Regions from separate parts of the Mus musculus genome. Here regions 1 and 3 are each linked to region 2. Evidence: chromatin contacts called from public HiChIP or PLAC-seq data. All regions are on one chromosome and are shown on one strand. The core of a region is the stretch at or near the end of the contact, and the rest is flanking DNA. Distances in the headings are between cores, read along the strand shown.

Evidence for each region. HiChIP or PLAC-seq counts read pairs in DNA pulled down with a chosen protein or histone mark.
Region 1: an H3K27ac HiChIP or PLAC-seq map of regulatory T cell precursor shows a contact between it and region 2, with 4 times the contacts expected there. The contact joins the enhancer-like site here to the promoter of Wdr78 in region 2. A contact is called at or near these places in 2 of 39 promoter capture datasets (cranial neural crest and pre-B cells), 1 of 484 Hi-C or Micro-C datasets (embryonic stem cells), 7 of 115 datasets of contacts at active chromatin or transcription factors (CD8 T cells, the SCID.adh cell line, bone marrow-derived macrophages and 4 more) and 2 of 9 other capture datasets (adipose tissue and liver).
Region 3: a FOXA1 HiChIP or PLAC-seq map of pancreatic cancer cells shows a contact between it and region 2. The contact joins the enhancer-like site here to the promoter of Wdr78 in region 2. A contact is called at or near these places in 3 of 115 datasets of contacts at active chromatin or transcription factors (bone marrow-derived macrophages, embryonic stem cells and pancreatic cancer cells) and 1 of 9 other capture datasets (adipose tissue).

Annotation. Positions count from the first base shown.
Region 1 is chr4:102,966,379-102,969,468 of GRCm38.p6, forward strand. It overlaps Sgip1 (SH3-domain GRB2-like (endophilin) interacting protein 1), which reads left to right. Exons shown (of 26, transcript NM_001285852.1): 24 at 1,233-1,297; 25 at 1,793-1,957. Gm12709 (predicted gene 12709) reads right to left here. Exons shown (of 4, transcript NR_040444.1): 4 at 888-2,201. Among named protein-coding and RNA genes, the nearest start is that of Tctex1d1, 18 kb to the right of the region's middle. Within about 2 kb of position 1,638, at least 17 of the 459 cell types and tissues checked have an H3K27ac peak or open chromatin away from gene starts, as enhancers often do. A contact at or near this core is called in CD8 T cells, the SCID.adh cell line and regulatory T cell precursor, where this site is marked.
Region 2 is chr4:103,112,983-103,115,812 of GRCm38.p6, forward strand. Wdr78 (WD repeat domain 78) reads right to left here and starts at 1,317. Exons shown (of 17, transcript NM_146254.4): 1 at 1,128-1,317. The coding sequence starts at 1,174. It also overlaps a transcript of Mier1 not described here.
Region 3 is chr4:103,248,180-103,251,447 of GRCm38.p6, forward strand. All of the region lies in intron 5 of 4921539E11Rik (RIKEN cDNA 4921539E11 gene), which reads right to left. Among named protein-coding and RNA genes, the nearest start is that of Slc35d1, 35 kb to the left of the region's middle. Within about 2 kb of position 1,417, at least 30 of the 459 cell types and tissues checked have an H3K27ac peak or open chromatin away from gene starts, as enhancers often do. A contact at or near this core is called in pancreatic cancer cells, where this site is marked.

The sequences.
Region 1 (3,090 bases), core at 388-2,887, 150 kb before region 2:
CCCACCCCCCGCCCCTGCTCTGTCCTCTAAAAGGACTCCTGCTTAAGGGACTGTAGAGTTCTTAGCACCAGGCTTCCCTGTGGGAAGAGACCTCAGAGGGCCAGTCCGAGGACTTGGGTGGAAACGGATAACTACTACAGATCAGTTGAGCGGAAAAGGCTTTAGTCAGGAGAGTCCAATGTTTAGCTGACCATGCAAGCATGGAGCAGAGGCTTTCCTCTGGATCTCAGCTGAAAGTGAGTGTTTCCCAGTGCACTGCAGAATGTACAGGGCCTGGGGAAGGAGAGGAGTTGGCTACCAGGAAAATCAGGTTGGTTTGCCTCCTAAGAGTTTGATTCCCAGGATCAGAAAACACGCCTGGCCTAACTCCTTCTCAGCACACACACACACACACACACACACACACACACACACACACACACCCTGGGGCCCAGGCTGGACCCCGTGTTTGAAGATTCTTTCCATCCCAGCTGCTGGCTAGGGAAACGGGTTCATCAGCCTCCTCTGCCTCCCAAACCTGAGCCTCCCTTGGAGCTAGAACCTTAACTGCAAGAGAGTCTGGGGAATGCAGTGTTCCATTGAGCCCCTAAACTGTAGAAAGACTCGCTGGTGGGCATCAGATGGTACTGGAGGAAATCTCTGAGTGCTAGAATCATCTGTAATGGGAGAATGTGGAGGACTTCAGTTTTTTTCACGAGTACCAGCAAAATGCAGAGTACTTCTTTAAAACTAATGTGGGGGGCTAGAGAGATGGCTCAGCGGTTAAGAGCACTGGTCGCCCTTCCAGAAGTCCTGAGTTCAATTCCTGACAACCACATAATGGCTCACAAGCATCTATAATAGGATCCCATACCCTCTTCTGTCATGCAGGCGTACATGCAAACAGAGCATTCATATCCTTTAATAAATTAATATTTAAAAAATAAAACAAATGTGAGCTAGCGCTAACCAGCATTTGCAGTGAAAGTTACCTAAACACCACAATTACCAACCGCTTCGCATCTGCTTTCTGGGTAGATGTATTGTAAGGACTGTGTTACCCTCTGTTTGTCTCACATTGCTGTGGCTCCTTAGAATAGGGAAACGGAAGCACATTACGCACGTAGGGGAACAGATACAGTTAGGCAGAGCTAAACGTTTGGAGTACGTTCTAGTTTAGCACTATCTGGAAATGTGGCATCTGTTGAGCAAATCCTTTGTGTGTGAGAAAGCCCTTCCTTTTATTTTTTTAGGAATGCTGAACAACAAAGAATATTATGGAAGATTCCCGATATCTCCCAGAAGTCAGAAAATGGAGGTAATTGTAGTCACGGGCTTAAATCTGACATAACTTACAGGTATTGGCCAACTATGAACCCAAAGCCACGTACCCCTAGAAGCTTTGTTAGTCTTTCTTTACTTACTAACATCTATCAAAGCAAGTTGGCTTTTAGGGGACCTTTCTCTCTCCTTTCCCACCAAGCCCTCAACTCCCACGTAGACCACGGCATGAGTCCGCCCTGTGTCATGTCCCCGTAGATGCTTTTCTTTCTCCCTCTGATGTAAATCACAGGCTGGAAAGGATGTAGCCATCCTTGTAGCACGTCACAAATTTCAAAGTACCGCTCTGCTGACGTGCCCCGACCAGCTGCTCAGGCTCCTCAAAGATGCTTTGCTCACTCTCATTTTGCAAACAAAGAATACGCTGCTTCCTCGGCTGCCCAGTCTTGCACAGTTCACCTCAAGTGTGACTTCAAAGTTGCATGCAGAGTGCTGCCAACTGCTGTCTTGCGGTAACGCTCTTCTTTTAAAGGCGTAGGTTCTTTACTGGCGAGATTTCAGTTATCCGAAGGCCCGAGCAAACCTTCCCCGCTGGTTGTGCAGTTCACGAGTGAAGGAAGTACTCTCTCTGGCTGTGACATTGAACTTGTTGGAGCAGGCTACCGGTTTTCACTCATTAAGAAGAGGTTTGCTGCAGGTAAGTGGGTAGCTCTCCCTCCTCGAACAGGAACTGGCTGTGATTTCTCTGCCTCCTCACAGCTCCTATCCCCACAGCCCATTAGAGAGCAAACTGATCACTGAATTAAGTACAGATGAACTGGCAATTCCAGCACAAAGGTTCTGGCTGCTTGTGCAGGGTCTGTTTCTCGTGGTGGGCTGAGCCACCATTCCCACCTGGTTGATCTGTATATTGATTGAAGTCAGTGGGATAAGTCCTGCCACTGTATAGACAAACAAGATTGACAGACTAAGTTTTGACTTGAACATGTATTTTTGAAACAGGAAAGAAAGCATAAAAATGTGTGGCGGAACAACATTATGAACTAACCAGTACCCCGGAGCTCTTGACTCTAGCTGCATATGTATCAAAAGATGGCCTAGTCGGCCATCACTGGAAAGAGAGGCCCATTGGACACGCAAACTTTATATGCCCCAGTACAGGGGAACGCCAGGGCCAAAAAGGGGGAGTGGGTGGGTAGGGGAGTGGGGGTGGGTGGGTATGGGGGACTTTTGGTATAGCATTGGAAATGTAAATGAGCTAAATACCTAATAAAAAATGGAAAAAAAAATGTGTGGCGTACCAAAGGCAGGGGAGCATTAGATTCCTAAGAAGGGATTTTTGGTTTTTTTCCACGTACCTAACTTTCTGAAATTTAGACAGGCTAAGCTAAGGCCTGGGAAGATCTGATTTTTTTTTTTTTTTTTTTTTTTTTTTTACTTTAAAAGCAACCTTTAATGTGTCTATGAGATGGCTCAGCAAGTTAAAGGCACTGACCTGACCATGTGAACCTGGAAGCATGGGTTAGGTCCCAATGTGTAAGGAGAGAAAGCAACTTAAAATAGTTGTCCTCTGACCTCCCCATGTGTACTGCCTCATACATTCTCACACACACGCACATCATGTATACACATACTATAATAATTCTTTAAAAAAAAAATAAGAATATGTGTAGTTTTGAGTTGGTGAGATGGATCAGTGAATAAAGGTGCTTGCCACCAAGCCTGATAACCCAGTTTGACTCCTTAGAAGTTGAGACAATGGAAGAAGAAAACCAGCAACCACAAGTTGTCCTCTAACTCTCTAACTCCCACATATGCGCCAAAGTATAT
Region 2 (2,830 bases), core at 67-2,566:
ATGAATTTCGAGCACACTGGGTGTAATTGCTTCAGTTTTGTTTTCTTGAGAGAGATCTTGAAGAGATAAGAAAACTTGTGAATCATGCATATACTTAACTTTGAAAGGCACAAGGCAACAACGAAGTGAACCACCTGCCTCCACAACACATATTTAGGAAGGAGACAGATTAGTAAACTATTTTGAAAAAGAAGGCCAGGCCAGGTGGCCCAAGCCTTTATTTAATCCCAGCACTTTCAAACCAGTTCCATATCAGCCAGGGCTACACAGGGCGAAAGACCCTGATCTATAAACACAAACAGACATTGATACATAACAGCAGAAACTAGCCACGAGCCTAGTGAAGATTGAAAAATGTCCTATTAGCTAACTGAAGCATTTCAAAACTCAGTAAAGTAAGTGGTCATTTAGATCAAAGCTGGTGACTGGCTAGTTAACAACTAAAGTGCCAACCGACTGTTGTAAGCTATTGGAAAGCGCTTTTTCGGAGAAGCGATGTAAGGCTGAGCACTTAACTCAAGGGCAAATGCAAGGCTCTCTCCTCAGAACTTTCAGTAAGTTCAAAGGGCGAATTAGCTGAGAGGATGTTGGAAGAAAAGATGTGGCTGCTCTGGGAAGACCGCAAAACCACTGAAATGTTCGAGCATGAAAGGGGGAATATTTTAATGAAAATTCAAACCACTTCCAAGTTCAACGCCACACGAGTCCACATTATCTTTGGGCCTTTCTCCTAGCTTAGCGGCATGAACTAAGCAGTTAAGAGTCTTAAGGTAAGCTGGCAGAAAGAGATGAAAAAAAAAAATCCTCTGCTGGCGTACATATTAAAATTAGCTTTGGTTGCTCAGAGACCAAGGAGCCAGAACACGAGACAGCTTGGAAGTTGAGAGACCTAATGAAAGAATACAAGAAAAAGCGCTTGGAAGAAATAGGCAGGGTGGTCCTCGACAAACTCCGGTCTAGCACGGCAGCGGGAGTTTTTACACAGACCGAATCAAGCCAGAGGATCCGGCGCTGCCTGGGGGGCTCCGCGGGATCGAATGCGTTGGGAACCCCTTTCCAAACCGAAGGGCTGGCTGTCTCTCCGGGATCTAGAGGAACGGGCCACACGGATCTAGTGCGGAACTTACGCGGCGAAGCTGGCCTGCTTGCGGGTGCTCGTCGGAGAGCTATGCATGGTGGTGACTTTTTAGACCAGGGCTCGGCGCCCCCTTCCCCAGCAGGTTCGGCGATGCCCGGACTCCCAACTGCCCGCTCAGCAGCTCAGGAATGTTTGCCGGGCGCCATGGCGACCGCGGAGCCTGGCTCAAGAAGCGGCCGCGCGGTTGGCTGGCCGCTCGAGGTGGAGGAGGAGGGCGGAGGCGGAGGGGAGGGTAGAGGGTTGGTGGAGCTGGAGGAAGCTCGGGCGACGATTCGGAGGAGGCGGGCGGCCCAGGCCCTAGGCCCCTCCCAGGCTGCGAGTCTCCCGGCTGCAGGCGGATGGATGGGGCGTCTCCAGGCGGCGGCGGCAGCAGCGGAGGCGGCGGCAGCAGCGGCGGCTGTAAGTGCAGCCTCCACAGACCATCTTACCCATCCTTCGATCGGGAACCGGGGCCCCAGGGGCGCTCGCAGTCTCCTTTTCCCCACTTCCCCTCCCCCCACGGGAGAGCGCCGCCCGGAAGACTCCTAACTTCCGGGGCGGGGCTGCCCGAGTGTACCGGGAGGGCTGGCGGCTTGGAGGCGCTGCCGTCTGGCGCGCATGCGTAGTTTCCGCCCCGCCCCTCCCCGGTCTTTCGGCCTTCGCGGTGGCGGCGGCGGCGCCCAATCTTCGCCGCTTCCGCGGCGCGCCGGGATTACGCTGCGGAGTGAGTTTGCGGGGCGGGCAGGCCAGCTCCCGCCCTTTTCGGTCGGCCCTCGCTCCGCGGCAGGGGTGTGGCTTCCTGGCCACTCCCCCGTGGCTCCACCTCTGTGCCCCTGATTTCTCTAGCTGTCCAGCCAGTTGAGGTTGGCTCTCTTAGCAGAGCATCCCTTGAGGTGATAGGCGCAACCTGGGTCAACCTGCCGTTGTCGGAGGGAGCTAGAGGGGCGAGAGACTCAGAGACAGCATTGCAGGGAACCAGCCGCTCCCAGTGCCTATCTCCCCCGCGAGTGGCCTTATTCTTTTAGCTTGTAATGTAGATGCTTGCTGGCCTGGTTCCCATCTCTGGTCCTTGCATGTTGTGTGACCTTGGGCAAGTCTCTTCCCCCACTCCCGGGGAGGGCTTCAGTTTTTCTATTAAACCTCAATTTTTGTAATTTTGCAGAAGACCTTAGGCAATTTTAAGACCAGCTAGGTTTCTAAGACCGCTTAACGGAGATGACCCGGAATTGACTAGACTTTTCTCAAATCATGGGTGAAATACAGAAATGTAATTATTGGGTTCTTTGTAATCTTTAGCATTGCTTATAAATTGCAGGACTCAATCTTTGTTTCATTTTGCTGAAATTCCCACGGGGCGGTTGACCTGGTTCTGGGACATCTTTTGAAAATGTGAGACTGAGTGAGCTTGAGGTAACTGTCTCTGTCTCTTTGCTACTGAGGCTTTCTTTCCTTTAATCCAGATGGTGTGGTGGCTCGATTCTCCCAGTGCCTGGCTGAGTTTCGGACGTGGTTAAGAACCAACTGGTTGAGGTTCAATGCAGACAAGACGGATGTGATGCTGGTAGGCAAGGGCACGACTGGAGATGAAGGGAGGGCAAAGGCAAGCTCCCTCATGTAATAAAAACATGATTATTGTCTGTGCTGGTGTTGTAGGCGTGCTAATGGCCAACCCTTCCAAGACTTTGGGTGATATAAAAGTGACATCAGCAACGT
Region 3 (3,268 bases), core at 167-2,666, 140 kb after region 2:
TGAGGTGATGGATATACTAATTATCCTGATTTGATAATTATGCATTGTATGTGTGCATTAAAATATACATGTGTAACTGAATGTAGTTATTATGCACCAGTTAAGTCTATTTCAAAGAACCAGGCCCAAATAGATTGATGGATGAGTTCTTTCAAACTTTCATGTAGGAAACAGACAAACCAACTAACCAACCAACCACAAAAGGAGCCTGTGTCAATTAACTTAAACAAACAAACAACAAAACCCTTTTCAGTTGTTTACATGATCAGGTGTAGTCTTAACATCAAAGCCTGAAAAGATGATGTAAAAACCTACACTCTAATCTCATAATGTTAGGATTTTTTTTATAAGACATGTAGAGTGCTAAATAACATGCTAATTAACAGTATACATTTTTTTTTTTTTTTCGAGACAGGGTTTCTCTGTATAGCCCTGGCTGTCCTGGAACTTCAAATGAAGTTATATGAATGCAAGGTCTCTAAGAGATAATGTTTTTTATAATTCATTTCCCGGTGAGCTAAAATGGCAGGAAAATGATGTAATGTTTTGGTTACTGTTTCAGTATTTGCTTGCTTGCATGCTTGAGAAAGGGTCTTCTTGTGTGACCCAGGCTGGCTTTGCTGTTGCAGTCCTCTTGCCTCTCCTGTGCTGGGATGACAGGCAGGTACCACCACGCCAGGTCCAACATACTATAAATAGTATACTCAATAGCAACAATACTATAAATGGGTCTGTGTTTAGATGAAACCACTATTACAAATAGAACCACCATAAATCTATACGATATAACTATTTTAACACAATTTTAAAGTTTATGACTGTAAAACTAACAACCAATAGCGTAGCTGAGACAATGAACCCAGTAGTCTATGAACTGCTGAGACTGACACCCAACTGGGTCTATGACTGCAGCTCCTTGAGAGACTAAGGTTGGAGGATCACAATTTTGAAGCTACCCTGGGGCAGCATTTTATTCATGTTATTAGCCTCAAAACAAAAAGTAAAAGAGGGTGTGTGTTTGGGAGGTGGGGTCTAGACCACTGGTAGAGCACTGCCTAGCATGTGCAAGTCCATACATTCAACCCCTAACCCATGCAAAGAAAGAAAACAAAGAAGAAGAAAGCGACATCCATCATTGCTTATGAATTTTTAGAAAGGATAGAATAATGAACTAGAAATAATGATGGAACCTGTACACTCAAGAAAACACACACTCACACACTCACAGAGAGAGACAGAGAGAGAGAGAGAAAGACACACACACAGAGAAACAGACACACACACACACACACACAGAGAGAGAGAGAGAGAGAGAGAGAGAGAGAGAGAGAGAGAGAAACAGAGACAGGCAGCACACAGGCACTTGTAAAAGAGAAAAGAAACTGAGCAAACACACCAAACCGAAAATGCCTTTGGCAATTCTGATTCACCATGAGTAAGCAGTCTCTTATCAGGAATGCCCTACCTCAGATAAGAAATAGCACACACACACACACACACACACACACACACACAGACACACACACACACACACACACACACACACACACACACACACAGACACACACACACACACACACACAAACACACACTTCCCTCTCTCTCTCCTCTCATTTAGCAGAGTGAAAGAAAATAGTGAGAAAGATAAACCACTGAATTCGGTCTCAGTGATTTGAAGAGAGTGAAGTTGGCGTTTATATGAGGTTTCACTGGACGGCAGGCTGCAGCTGGCCTTGAGCATACACCTGATAGTAAAGCCACTGGCCAGGAAAAAGCAGGACAGAGTTCAGGGCAACCAAAGCTGCTGGAAGGTGATGGGGGAAGGCTAGGAAGAGAAAGCCAACAGGACGGTTTCTGACCAAGTCTCTGGCTGACTCAGATCCATACCGTTTGGGGAAGACTATAGTCAGCCAGCTAAGATGGAAATAACTAAGCTAAAATACAAGCTGTTCTTTTAAGAGTATTTTGTCTTTTCAGTGCATCAAGGGGAACTGATAAGACAATGTTTTTTGAAGGTAGGGAACTGAATGTCCTAAATACAACAGTCATGACATTCAGCAAATCCAAGTTGATGTATAGAGAACCAGGAAAATGAAGTTTCAGTCAAAAAAAAGTTAAGTGAGGATAGCCCTAAGGGGATCCGGATAGTCAGAGATTTTAAATTTTTTCTTGTGTATAAAATAATGGGTTTCATTTTGACATTTTTATATGTGTATAACATGAATTTTGAACCATTCTACCATTACTCTCCATTGCTTTCCCTCTTCCACTTTCATTGATGCTTTCCCTCAACTCTTTAAAAAGTGAAAATTATAAGACTAAAAATAAGTAATACTTAGAATTTAAAAATATCTCTGGCTGAATTTAAAACAAAGAGATGTAAAAGCAAAAGTTTAGGAATTTACAGATAGAATACTGAAGTTATATATGTATATACACACACATGCACACACACACATACATATACACACATGTATGTGAATCAGAAATCTGTGGAACAATAACTATACACATGTCTGAGTAACAGAAGGAAAGGCCAGGGAGAATGAATTAGAATAATATTTGATGCGATGAGGCTGGTATGTTTGTTTATTTTGGCAAAACACATGAATAGTAAATTCTGGAAGCTTAGAGAAGTACATGAAGAATCAATATGAGAAGGACCATAAGTGGGCACAGAGTCAAACTGCTGAGACCCAGACATCATGGAAAGACTTTGAAAGCAGTGTGAGAAATAAGATACAGGACCAGCAACTCAAACCAGTGCTCAGAAGAGAACCCAGGAGCTGTGAGGCAAAGGATGCTGGCACATTGACATGGGAAAAGTGAAAATATCACTCAGATACATATTAGTAAGGCAGAGTTTTGTATCAAATAAAAATTTCCTTCAGAAATGTCTTTAAAAGAAAACTAAGGTTTTGGTGCCCGTGAACCTCTACAACAAAGTACTTAGAAATTAATTAAGCCAAAGGAAAATACGAGAAACTTAGCTTCAGTGATGACAGGAAAAAAAAAATCAGATCTGGTTAATATTCAGTTATTTTTATATATAAAAGAGAAACATATATGTTTCTTTGAAATATTCAGGAGTGTCAGAAGCAGAAAATTATGACTATGTATAATAGTACGAATGATAGGGTAATAAAAAGATTTGTACCACCACAATGTTCAAAGCTTTCTTTCATCATTTATTTTTCCAAGACAGGATTTCAATGTGTAGCCCTGGCTGTCTGGGAACTAGCTCTATAAAACAGGTTGGTCTCAAACT